Regions from separate parts of the Lactuca sativa genome. Here region 2 is linked to region 1. The links are chromatin contacts, called in public Hi-C maps. All regions are on one chromosome and are shown on one strand. The core of a region is the stretch at or near the end of the contact, and the rest is flanking DNA. Distances in the headings are between cores, read along the strand shown. Region 1 holds the start of LOC111921409 (ras-related protein RABH1b). Region 2 holds the start of LOC111921408.

Evidence for each region. A called contact is a pair of places that touch in the nucleus more often than the background predicts.
Region 2: a contact with region 1 is called in a Hi-C map of leaf, with 6 times the contacts expected there. The contact joins the promoter of LOC111921408 here to the promoter of LOC111921409 in region 1. A contact is called at or near these places in 3 of 4 Hi-C or Micro-C datasets (bud and leaf).

Annotation. Positions count from the first base shown.
Region 1 is chr1:111,614,650-111,620,776 of Lsat_Salinas_v11, forward strand. It overlaps LOC111921409 (ras-related protein RABH1b), which reads left to right and starts at 3,092. Exons shown (of 6, transcript XM_023916990.3): 1 at 3,092-3,428; 2 at 4,571-4,641; 3 at 4,758-4,846; 4 at 5,060-5,171; 5 at 5,565-5,655. The coding sequence starts at 3,312.
Region 2 is chr1:111,853,550-111,859,676 of Lsat_Salinas_v11, forward strand. It overlaps LOC111921408, which reads right to left and starts at 3,948. Exons shown (of 1, transcript XM_023916989.3): 1 at 2,382-3,948. The coding sequence starts at 3,662. The coding sequence ends at 2,613.

The DNA.
Region 1 (6,127 bases), core at 1,842-4,341:
CTTCCAAGTCTGGAGTTTTAAAACAAATTCGCAAAGCAGAAGTGAGTAGTAAAGGAGTTACTATTCGTAGTATTCCTGCCCCAGTGTCTCCTGGAAAGAAACGCCAACGTGCTGAAGATGTTGCGAAAAACATGCAACGCACGCTGGGCAAGAAGAGGAAGATGGCGATTCGCAATGAATCATCAGATGAAGAAGTTGTCCCAGAAACTCCACCTGTTACAACAATGGTAAATGTTTCTTTACCAATTTCTCAAACTTCGCAAATTTCCACTACTATTTCACAAACCCAACCACTCGAAATAGTTCTTACCAAGTCAGTTACTGAGGAGGTACCTATTTCGGATATGGTTGTCAACGTATCTGATACGGGGGCACCTATCTCGAGTGTCGCATTTCCATTACCAACATCCTTACCTATTACCACTTTATCAACCACTTCCTCCATTTTTGATCATGCCCTTCAGAATCCATTCACCACACTTTTTCCATCCCAATCACCTGAAAATCCTCCACCTTCGCAACAAATGTCTGATTCTGAAATCGAAGGAGGTGCTTTTGGAGGAGTTCTAGATAACATTGCTTTTGATTCAGAAGAAGAAGACATTCCTGATCATATGCTGATGACAGGAAAGCAGTTTAAAACACTGAATCAAAAGTTGAAGACCATTATCCAATCGCAAGCCGATTTCGGGAGAATGTCTTCGATCTCAGCAATGGAGGTGGATGTCATGATTAAAGGAGCTGAGAAAAGAATCATGGAGAAAGTTGATCAGTCAGATAAAAACAATGAGCTGAGAGTGAAAGCACAAGGGAATAATTTTACGTCTGCAGTTCAAGATCTTAAAGCTGCTACAAAAGAACGACACATTCTTTTTGTACAAGACGTCAAGAAAGTTCGTGAGGATGTCAACTTCAAAATTCAGGAATTGAAGTCTAAACTTGCGAAGGATCTTCAAGATGTGCATACGAGACAAGAAGATCTTCAAAAGCAAATTGTGGAAATTTCGTCTCAACTCCACAAACTCAACAATATTCCTGTTATTGAAGATCAGAAAGCTGCTACAATGGAGAAGTTTGATCACTTGATCAAATTAGTCACTGAGCTCAAATCAGCAGTTTCGCATTCATCATCTTCGCAAATCCTTACACCTGAATTCTTGTCTCTAAAGATTAATACTTTAGAACAAGCTATTCAGAAAGCCCTAACTCCGCTTTCAAATTTCACTTCTGTACTTCCGAAGAGTGCTCCACCTGTTTTCACAGGGGCGCAAGGGGGAGAGAAAAGTCGAAGCAAAGAAGATGAGGCTAAAACAGTGGGCAAAGTGATTTCGACTCAACTGGTTGCAACTCTTCCAATTCCTACAAAATCGATTTCTTCAACAACAATAACCACAAAAACAATTTCCAAGGGAATTGTTATTGGAGGAAACGAAGGAGGTTCTAGTTCTCAACCTCAGAAAGATGTAACAGGAAAAGGAAAAGGCATCTTATATGAAAAGTCGAAGGAGGAGATAAAAGCTGATGCTGAGGCTGAATTAGAAAGAATGAGACAAGTTCAGAGCATCATGAGACAAAGAGCAAGTGATCCTCCCTCCATGAACAAAGGAGATCCTGCGAAACTTTACTTTTACGAAACTATAGAGTCTAAAGTTGTAGGAAGGGAGATGTATGAGTTCGAGAAGAAGCCTAAACGAAGTTACGATATTGCAAACTCAGATCACTGTCAGCTGGACTTCCCTATTAATGAAATGTTGTTCATTACGGCTCAATACAAGATCAGTGAGAAATTTGATAATCCGGATGACTACACTCATATGAAAATCAGGTTTCATGCTGTTCTTGGGAAGAATCCTGATGAAGTTTGGTCCCTGATGAAGATCAAGAAGGTGCTTACGATAAAGAAGGATGTTCTGTTTGAAGACATGCTTCAAAATTTTCGATATTTTGTCATCAGGGCTAACAACAAACAATACGACTTCACTGTTGCTAATTTTCCTTTGATGAACTGCAACGATCTCATTCAAGTAGCTCTTATTCTGAAGCACATGGAAGTAAACAAACTCAAAGGCTCAGAAACAGATGTGTTTAAAGTCGGATTTGCACATGTGAAGACTTATATCGACAACTATTTCGATTGTCTGGCACTTACTGATGAAGAGTTAGCAAATGTGCTAGGAAGAGAAGTTAAAGTTCCGTGGGAGGATACTTTGTCACAATTAGCTCTATCGAAGTATGTTGTGGGTGAGATATGCCTTAAACCATTTGGCATGGTGTTTTCGGGAAGAGACACTAAAGGCAACCGAAGAAGTTCTTATTCAAAGCTTCAGAGATTGAAAGATACAATTCTTCGCAATATACGCACTTCATTGTACGTATGAACAATTGCAAGAAAAATAACGAAGGTGATAAGAAGGACTTGAAGAAGGTGATCTCTTGGTATGGAGAGGTGCGAAGAACGATTCATTCTGCAATTCAAAAGCTTTTAAGTTGAATTGTATCGACTGTTTACAAAGGGGGAGAATGTAGATGTATGTTGTAAAAGTCGAATAGTTTGTATTGTAATGATTCGCATTTTTATGTTATTTTACTAAGTCAATTTTGTATGCGAAGTGTAGAATGCGAAGCGTAAATGTTTAGACTTAGTATACTTTTTATATGTTCCCTATAAATAGGGACTTAGGCTTGAAGTAGAGTAACGATATCGAAACACAATATTTCTCTTCAGCTTACTTTGTAATCAGTCTTAATAAAACGAGATCTGATTAATATTTACTTCGTGTGTTCATCATCTTTCATCATTCAAATCTATTGTTTCTTTTCTTAATTCTCGATAACAATTCTCATTACAAATACCTCTGTTAACCGCTGTTTTTTAGAAATTACAATTTATCTTATAATCTATTTAACATTGAAAAATACAATGAAATGTTATTAGAACATTTAATAAAAACTATTTATTTCAATAACAACAGCATCTTAAAACTAAATTAAACACTAAAAACCTAAAATAAAAAACTTTGAAAAGCTAAATAATTATATATTTTGACTAATTGTGTCCAAGTCGTTACTATTCAAACAAATGCCAAATGCAACAAACTCATTTTCCGTTAGCCGACACGGATTCAACTCTTAAACAAACCCTTTTCTCTCGCTCATATACCTCAGACTCTCAGAGTCCTAACATCTCTCGGCGTTGATCTCCAAGATTCTCCGGCGAGATCTCAGTCATACGCGTCGGAAAATCTTCATCCTTTGATCGCAACGTTGTCGTGGATATATCTGCTGCTATATCTTAATTAATTTCAAACAAAATGGCTCCGGTGTCGGCTCTTGCGAAGTACAAGCTGGTGTTCTTAGGAGATCAATCAGTCGGAAAAACGAGCATCATTACTCGATTCATGTACGATAAGTTTGACAACACTTATCAGGTAATCTAATTTGATCCAGCTTATTATTATGTAGCTGCTATCGGACCATGTTTTATGTGTAGCCTTTTGATTTGTGATATCTGTTGAGAGCTTTTTTGGATGTTTGATCTGATTTTGACTTGGACTTGATCTCGATTCGTTACTCCCTTAATTGTTGAAAAAAGCTTAGTTTTGTTTTCAAACAGATCCATTTTCAACTCCAAGAGAAATTGGATAATCGCATTGAACTTTGTTAGGGATATGGATAGAAACATCTCGCCTTCTCGTAGTTGAAGTTTTTGAGAGTTCCATGTGTTAAATCGTGACAGATTTGAAGGAACTAAGATAACACATTCACTGTTTTGGTCATTCCAGCTGAAGCTAATTAGGACCATGAGTGGTTCTGCTTGTGTCCCTATATGCATCCAGGCTACAGATTTGAATAATACTACTTGTATTGATTTTGCTAGATAAAGGTGCTTCTGATAATTCCCCTGCTAGAATATCTACCTATTGAATCTGACTATCTGAGAACAATTAAAATACCAATTTTTGTCTAATCTATCTATGATGTACAAAATCTTGATTTCTCAAGCAACCAAGAAGGATAAAACAATGAGTATATTGTATAAGAAAGCTGAAAATTTCCTAATCATCCTCATCAATTCATTCTAACTCCAAAAAAATGTTTCCAAGCAATCATTTAAGTCCATAGATTAACTGCATAGATAGTCATATAAAGGAGCTTCATTCTTTTATAGCATAGTTTTTCGCCTTTGGTAGTTGTTTACTAAATTTGCTACTCTTATTAAGGGAAAAACTAAGAAATCCCCTTTCATTTATTCAATAGATTGGTTTAGTTTAGTTGTGTGAAGTTTTCTTCATAATCCAGGAAATCATTTCCTTGGCAAAAATAAAAATTTAAAACAATAACTTATCAATACTTACAATTAATAGCAGTGCATACACCTTTTGATGAATTGCTAATTCGAATTCAGTCCTTTTGGTTTCCCTTGCAGTATAGAATGTCTACATTTTCCTCTCGTAGTTTATTACATTCCAATTTCTTATCAAACCTTTCATTTGTTATCTCAATCTTTTTCGTATTTCCTTTCCTACCCCCTCTCTAATGTGTATACTCTGAATTTATATCCACTCTCCAGGCTACAATTGGTATTGATTTTCTATCAAAAACTATGTATCTTGAAGATCGAACAGTTCGTTTGCAGCTTTGGTAAGATTATATATACATTACTTATTAGTATTGTTTAAGCTATAATATATATACTCAAAAAGTGATACATTATTCATTCTTTTGAAACTAATTCATTGATTTTTGGTATTAAAAAGGGACACAGCTGGACAAGAAAGATTCAGGAGTCTCATTCCAAGTTATATTAGAGACTCCTCTGTTGCTGTCATTGTTTTTGATGTTGCAAGTATGTTCTTTCTCTTCCCTTTTTGACTTCTTTTAGTCCCCTTTTTTTCAATAGTCTGTGTCTGTGTCTGTGTCTGACATACATTGGACTGAGACTCAAACTGATGACAAGAATTTGCTTTTGATCTCTTGTCTGTGCAAAAGACGTAAATACCCTTTATCGTTTTTTTTTTTTTACATTTCATAATCTCAACCACTTCTATGATGGTTTTAGGTCGCCAGTCATTTCTGAACACTGCAAAATGGATTGAGGAGGTTCGTACGGAGCGAGGTAGTGATGTCATCATTGTCCTAGTTGGCAATAAAACCGACCTTGTGGATAAGAGGTAAATAAATGGTGGTTATTTTTAGCTTACTTTATAAATATAATAATTAATACATTGATTGCATATTTGCATTTGTTCTTTCATTGTTTTATTGATTTAGCCACTTAACTATTTTCTATATTGATTAAACCATTATACTATTTTTGACCTTTCAAAAACCGTTTTTTTAGGTTACCAAGTTTTGGAAAAGGGCAAAATACAGAAAAAAATAATGTAGTTTCAATTTTTTATTGATTAACTATAGCTTAGTATATAATAAAATTTAGTAAATAGTAAATTTTTCATTTTTATAAAACAAGAAAGAAACAACAGAAATATCTAGTAAAGGGTAGTTTTGTCAAAAAAAATATTATAATGGTTTACATCCATTTCCTTTTGATGCATATTTTGTAGGCAAGTTTCAATAGAGGAAGGTGAAGCTAAAGCCCGTGAATATAACGTAATGTTTATTGAAACTAGTGCCAAGGCAGGCTTCAATATAAAGGTAAAATGACTATTTTGCCCCTATCTTCATCTTCCTCAATGCAATTAAGCAAACCCTAGAAGTATTCCTCGTCTCCTTCATCTTAAACCCTAAATCCAACCAAAACCCAAAAAATAAAAACTAAAACTAAAACAATAAGGGCAAATCCGTCATTATAAATATTTTCAAAACAAATTGGACCAAACTTGCAACAAAATGAAAAGTTTGGACCTCTGGTGCTAGTCCAAACCTTTTTGGACCAAAGTGGTAATTTTCGACAAACCATAGGGACCATTTTTGCAGTTTTGTCAAAACAAAATCAAAACTTAAAAAAAAAAATACAGAGTAGAAGTATTATTTAAGTTTTAGTTTTAGTTTAATTTTTTGGGTTTTGGTTGAATTTGAAAATTTGGACTGAATTTGCGATTTCTAGTAAAGCACAGGGACCAAATTTGTAATTACTCTAAAAAACGACTTCAAATTTTGGATGAAC
Region 2 (6,127 bases), core at 2,698-5,197, 240 kb after region 1:
TATAAAGTATGATCCTTACATTGAAAAATATTATTTTCATAAAATAAATAATTTTCAATACATTGCAAAAGTTATAAATATTTATAAAAATCAAATTCTTATAAATAATCAATTTGTGTTTACTTGTTATGACCTTATATGATCATATTTTATTGGCAATATCATTCTAAAATGATTCTTGAACATAAAGATCCAATAACTTATTTTATCGTGAAAATATGAGTTGAAATTATCTTGGTTGATGATTATGTGAGGTGTCGTACGAAATCATATTCGGTTCCTCGAAAGTTATACATAAGTCATATGATCAAACAAACAATGCAAAGTGAAACAATAAAGAGTAGACACCTCAATTAGCAATGTTGTTTAATTTTGATGCCTTAATATAAACGAAAACGCAAAAATCAACAGCCAATAACAAAAAAAAATAAGAAATCAATAAAAAAAACTCATAACTCAATAACTATATATATAAATGAGCATAAACAATTCATTTATCGAACATATTATCTAAGAAACCTCATTTATACACCAAAGCTCGACCATTTATAATGGCAAGTGGATGATCAAAAGCTGACAATAAATAGACAAACACAAGAGATAACCACAGCCCAGTGAAAAGTCATTCCCAATTGAATGACACGTTAGAAAATGACCTCAAACCACATGTTATTTTCACAAATAGCATTGAATTAGACATGTCATTTAGCCTTGAGATGTGATACTTTTGATATCTCATCAAAAGTCTTTTTAAATTATATAGGATATTAGATTATTTTGCTTCCTTAAGCAACTCACTTTCCGACTTTATAAATGAGTCCGACTCCAAACTCTTTATTGTTGGAATCCACCTTTTAGTTTCTCTCACTCTAATAGTATTAAGAATATCATGTAAAACCACCTTTATAGAATGTGATCCATGTGATAAGTAATTAAACGCACATTCCCAATATATAAATTACCCTTTTGAAATGGATCCAAAATGTAACACATTACCTCACTTACTAGCAATGATACCCTTTTAATTTCAACCAAGACTTAACATTTCTCTAACCATAAAGTCCTTAGACCACGACATCATTTCCTCAAACAACATTCTCATCTTAGACAATAAACATTTTACATATCATATAAAACTACAATTTCACTCCTCTATTATATGTATTTCAACATTTTCATTATGATTATAATTTAGAACCCAACACCCATATTTACATGAGCATACGATCTATAGTTCCCTATCACTTTAGAATCCTTTTGAGATTTATCATGTCTTATACCATTTTCCCAATTCATAGAACCTCATCATGAGAACCATGATTCTTATGACATCCAATCCAATTAGTACATAAGTCACAAGCCGACTTTTCTCCATGATTATTGTTAATAACATTTTTAAATTATATCTTAAATTATTAACAATATTGATTTTAACTTTTTTTAAATAATTTGATGAATAAGAGGATGTTGACATCAACAATGACTGTGATCACAAATCACCTTTTGGATAAGTTAGCCGCATTTGCTTTTGGCATTGAAACGGATTGGATCGTTAATTAAGTGCCAAAATTGATAGTTTCTATTTTCAATATTATTTAATATTTGATAGGTAATTTCTTAATTAACGACAACTTTTGATTGTGATATTTCCTAATCAAATTCAAATTATATATTAGATTAATCTCTATTATAAGTATTCGATTTGTATACCTAATAAATATCTATTAACATTTTAATAAAACTGAATCCTAACTGAATTTTTTTTTCCAAAAAAAACTGTAATTATAAAACTTTCATATGTTTCTTAACGTGTAATTTTATAAATTTATAATTTCTAATAATAGTTTCATGACATATAATTCATTTATTTCGTAACTTCTTACCCGTTTCATGACATGTAACCTACTATTGTATAACGTCAATGTGACGACAAATTACACTACGCCATGCATATTTCACAATGAATATAAATGTAACAAAACGAGTTAATATTGTTCAAAATTTGATCATCTTATAAAAATTATCATTTTTTGTACCTTTGTTATAAAATAATCAGTCTTTTTAAGAAAAAAATTCATCGATTGTCCTTCATAAAGATTTTTTTTTCTTCGCAAAAATGATATAATTTTACCAAAAAAAAAACTATTGAATTTCATGAAAACAAATACTTTCTGTTTTTCCATTTCATGGATAGTTATTTTATATTTTATATTAAATGTTTAAAATGATAATTTTGTGATTAACCTTTTTATATTAAAGGAAAAATATTACTTTGAAACTATGTGTGCATTATATTATTTATAAAGTATCCACGAATACATTGTCTTAGAACAAAGAATTATTTTATGACACATGAGGAATATATATAAAAAGACAAAATGTGAGGCCAAATTTGTAATTCACACTATACTTAAATCGAATCTCATAATTACAAAAAAAGAAATGAAGAAGAAAAAAGAATAAAAATATTTTGGTATCAGTAAAATATGAATAATCATATAGTAATTATTGATAAAGGTATGAAGGGGGAGATACCAATGGAGGCAAAATCGTGTACTTTGAGGCCCAGTCAAACCAATCTGCGACTGGGTCAATGACAACAGTCATCAAAATCAATGGTGAGCATTGGGCCTCCCGAAATCGGCGAATTTTCTTGATCTGTTTGGGCAAAATGATTTTATGTTTGAAAGATGAGGCTTCACCGGAGCTCTGGTTTCGCCTGATAAACCGCTTTCCGGCGGTGGTGGCGGTGGCATACCCTTCTGATTCCATTGCCGGTTAGGACTTGCACGAACCAAGGGACTCAAACAGAATGTTAAACCGGATAAATTCCTCACGTGTCCGGCACCACCGCCGCGCCGGCCGTCTGGATGAGCCGGTGTTCTTCTCGGTGTGTTTTTCCATGACTCAGGCCTTGACTCGTACCCGCTTGTTACATCGAATAAATCATCTTCATTTCCGCCATCGCAATCGGAGTTTCGCACCGGTGACATTCCCCGATCTCGGCAGTACTGCCGCCGGACCACTCCGCTTCCGCTGGTTACTTGAGATTCATCAACATAAACCGGTTGCTTCCTCCGGTTACGACCACCACCTTGTACAATGCTTGAGAACCACGAAGACGACGACGTTGACGTTGACGACGTGGCATTACCACCACCGCTGGGTTCCCTGAAAGTCGAATCTGATGCCCTGGGATCCGAAACCGAATCCACCGAGTTTCGATTCTTAGATCTGAAGGGAAACGTAAGCAACCGAATCAAACTCCGCTTCTTATTCGAATGAACACCGGTGTTGTTGTGACCTCCGGTAGTAGGCCCTACCTGAGGTGTTCGATAAAACAGTTGATCCGAGAGGCTATGGTTATGACGAGGAGCAGCAGGAGTAAAAGGATGATGATCCTTTCGTCGATCGTTATGAGACAATACAGTAGCTCCGGCAGAACGATCGGACTTTCGGCGGTTGTTTAACGGAGAATCAAAGCGAGGAAACACTGGTTTCCCGTCCAAATTGCGTTGTTTTCCGTCTAGGTTTTGACCACTCAGTGCTTGAGCATGAGCTTGTTCTTGAGCTGCGATGAGATACAACAGACGTTCCCGGAGACAACAAGCGCATACGCCGACGACACTACTGAGATCGGTGTAATGCTTCTTACACCTCATTTATGGATGTAAATTCTGTACACCTCTCTACACTTGATTTCAAGTAAATCGGCAGAATTAGCTTCTGATTGTTGAATATTTGTATCTGTTTCCTTGTTTCCTTGTTAGTTCTTTGGGGATTCAACGCTCCATTGATCAGCGTTTCTCTAATTGACGATGAAAACAAAGATTGTTCAGATTTTTAGGGAGATTTCGTGCTTGTCTTCTATCTTCAGTGTGATTTTATTTCAGAAATTTACAGAGGGGAGAAGAGAGGATTTGAGAGAGATATAGAGAGAGAGAATATGGGAAGAATCACTGATTATATATTTGTTCATACAAATTGGGGGTCGTGTGCTAAAAGGTTGTATTTCGTTTTTAGTCCCTTTAGTTTCATTTGTTTTATTATTACAAACAAGACTTTTCATTGTATATATAAATACATGGAAACTTCATCAAAAATATATTCTTCATAAAAAAAATATAATATTGGAACTATTAAGACTTCCACATAAACATTAGTTTCCAGAAGAATAAGTAGGATAGTTGAAATTTTAAATCGTCTACTTAACTGATTTTTTCCAGAAGAATAAATGAGGTAGTTGAAATTTCAAATCGTCTACTTATGCTTTAAAGATTAGAATATTTTAATTATGATCATACAAAAAGTAAGATCACAAACGGACAAAAAGTTGTGTAACTATTTTTTTTTCTATTTATCTGGTTTTACGTAGGTAACAGTAAAATACGATTTTATAAAAATTATTTGAGATTTAAACATTTTAGAATGAAATAAATCTCTAGTTTAAAACTCACAAGTTTTAACATTTCATTAAAGAAAATTAAGTTTTTTCTTATCTAGCCGATTAGTGATATAAGTGGTCATGGATGAATATGTATTTGAAAAATAAAGTTATCATTTTAAAAATAGTTAAAAGTTTTAAGGTGTGATGCGATGTTTATTTTTGACAGTATCATGATCTAAACAACAGTATAAAAGTTGGTTGATTAATTTTCAAGGGACATATTATTAAGGTTCATAATTATATTATAGCAATTTATTATCTATGAGATCTTGATGTATAGTGTTATAAGATGATGTAACATGCATATGATCTTTTTAAACATATCATATTTAATTTCTCTTTTGTATATAACGCTTTAAAATGGCGTTGATCATGTTTGAATCTCACAGACTTCAACTACAAATCCTCCTACCTGATTAAATGATAACATGTGTCATTTTAGTATACTAAAATATCATTAAATGAGCATTAAATGTGACACATGTTATTATTTCATTGGGTAGAAAGATTTGTAAGAACAAAAAGTAGAAGGATTTTTAATTTCTCTATACAAAATGATCACCATTAAAACACCTTAATGATGGTATATATCTTATTAATATATACTCTCACAATTATAAGTTTATTAACTAAATAACATATTGGAGCAAGGCAAATTAATGCACATAGGTACAAGATCTAGATGACCTTAGAATGAAACACAAATCTTCAAAGTGTAAAGCTTTAAACTTTAAGTGTCAAATTTGTAATAAACTTAAAAGTAAGGGGGTGTAAAGAACAATTGTTCGGTTAGGAAAACGATAAACTGACAGCGTGGTGTACAGAGGAGGATTGATCCCATGGAATACACGTACTACTTTTCGCACAATCCATATTAATAAGTTAATAACAGTAATATTCTTTTTATCAAAAATAATGTTTGGTTCGATATTAATTTCGAAAAAAAAAAATAATGTATAGAGCCAACAAATAATATACGAATGTATCTAAAGATATCGACTCTAAATAATAATTACGAAAAACAGTGTAAAACAGGCCTAAAACATGACCAATAAATATATTATTTTTTAGGACAACCGATAATAAAATATATTGTTTTTTAATTAGAGAAAGAATATGTCAAAATGCAAATGCAAATTCAAATGTTCTGATTCTGCTTCTGTCTTTTTTTTAATCGTCGATTGCTGAAAATAGTTGGATCTATATATCATGATTAATTAAGATAATATTCTTTAATTAGTTTTTTTTTTATTGTTGATTCATCATTATATATTGATTTTAAGATATTTTATTATTTGCTTAATTAAAGTCTTCGGTACAAGTGCTACTAGTTTATTGATCTATCCCGACTCTATAATATATTAAGAGTATTAAAAATCATGAGCACTTTTATAGTTATTGCCAAACTTGATATTCACCTATAGTGAATTAAAAAAATGCCACTTCAAACACTAGTTAAGGATTAAGAAAGGGTTGATAGACAAAGTAATTAAGGATTAAGAAAGGGTTGATAGATAAAGTAATCAATGATTAAGAAAATAGAAGGGTTTTTTTTTAACTTTTTTGAGGTTGTTGATTTGTTAATAGGTTGCATGAGACCCGCTGAATACTAACTCATTCAGATGTGACCTTTCAATGAACAACTTCTAACTAGTAAATTAAATGAGTCGATCCGTTAAA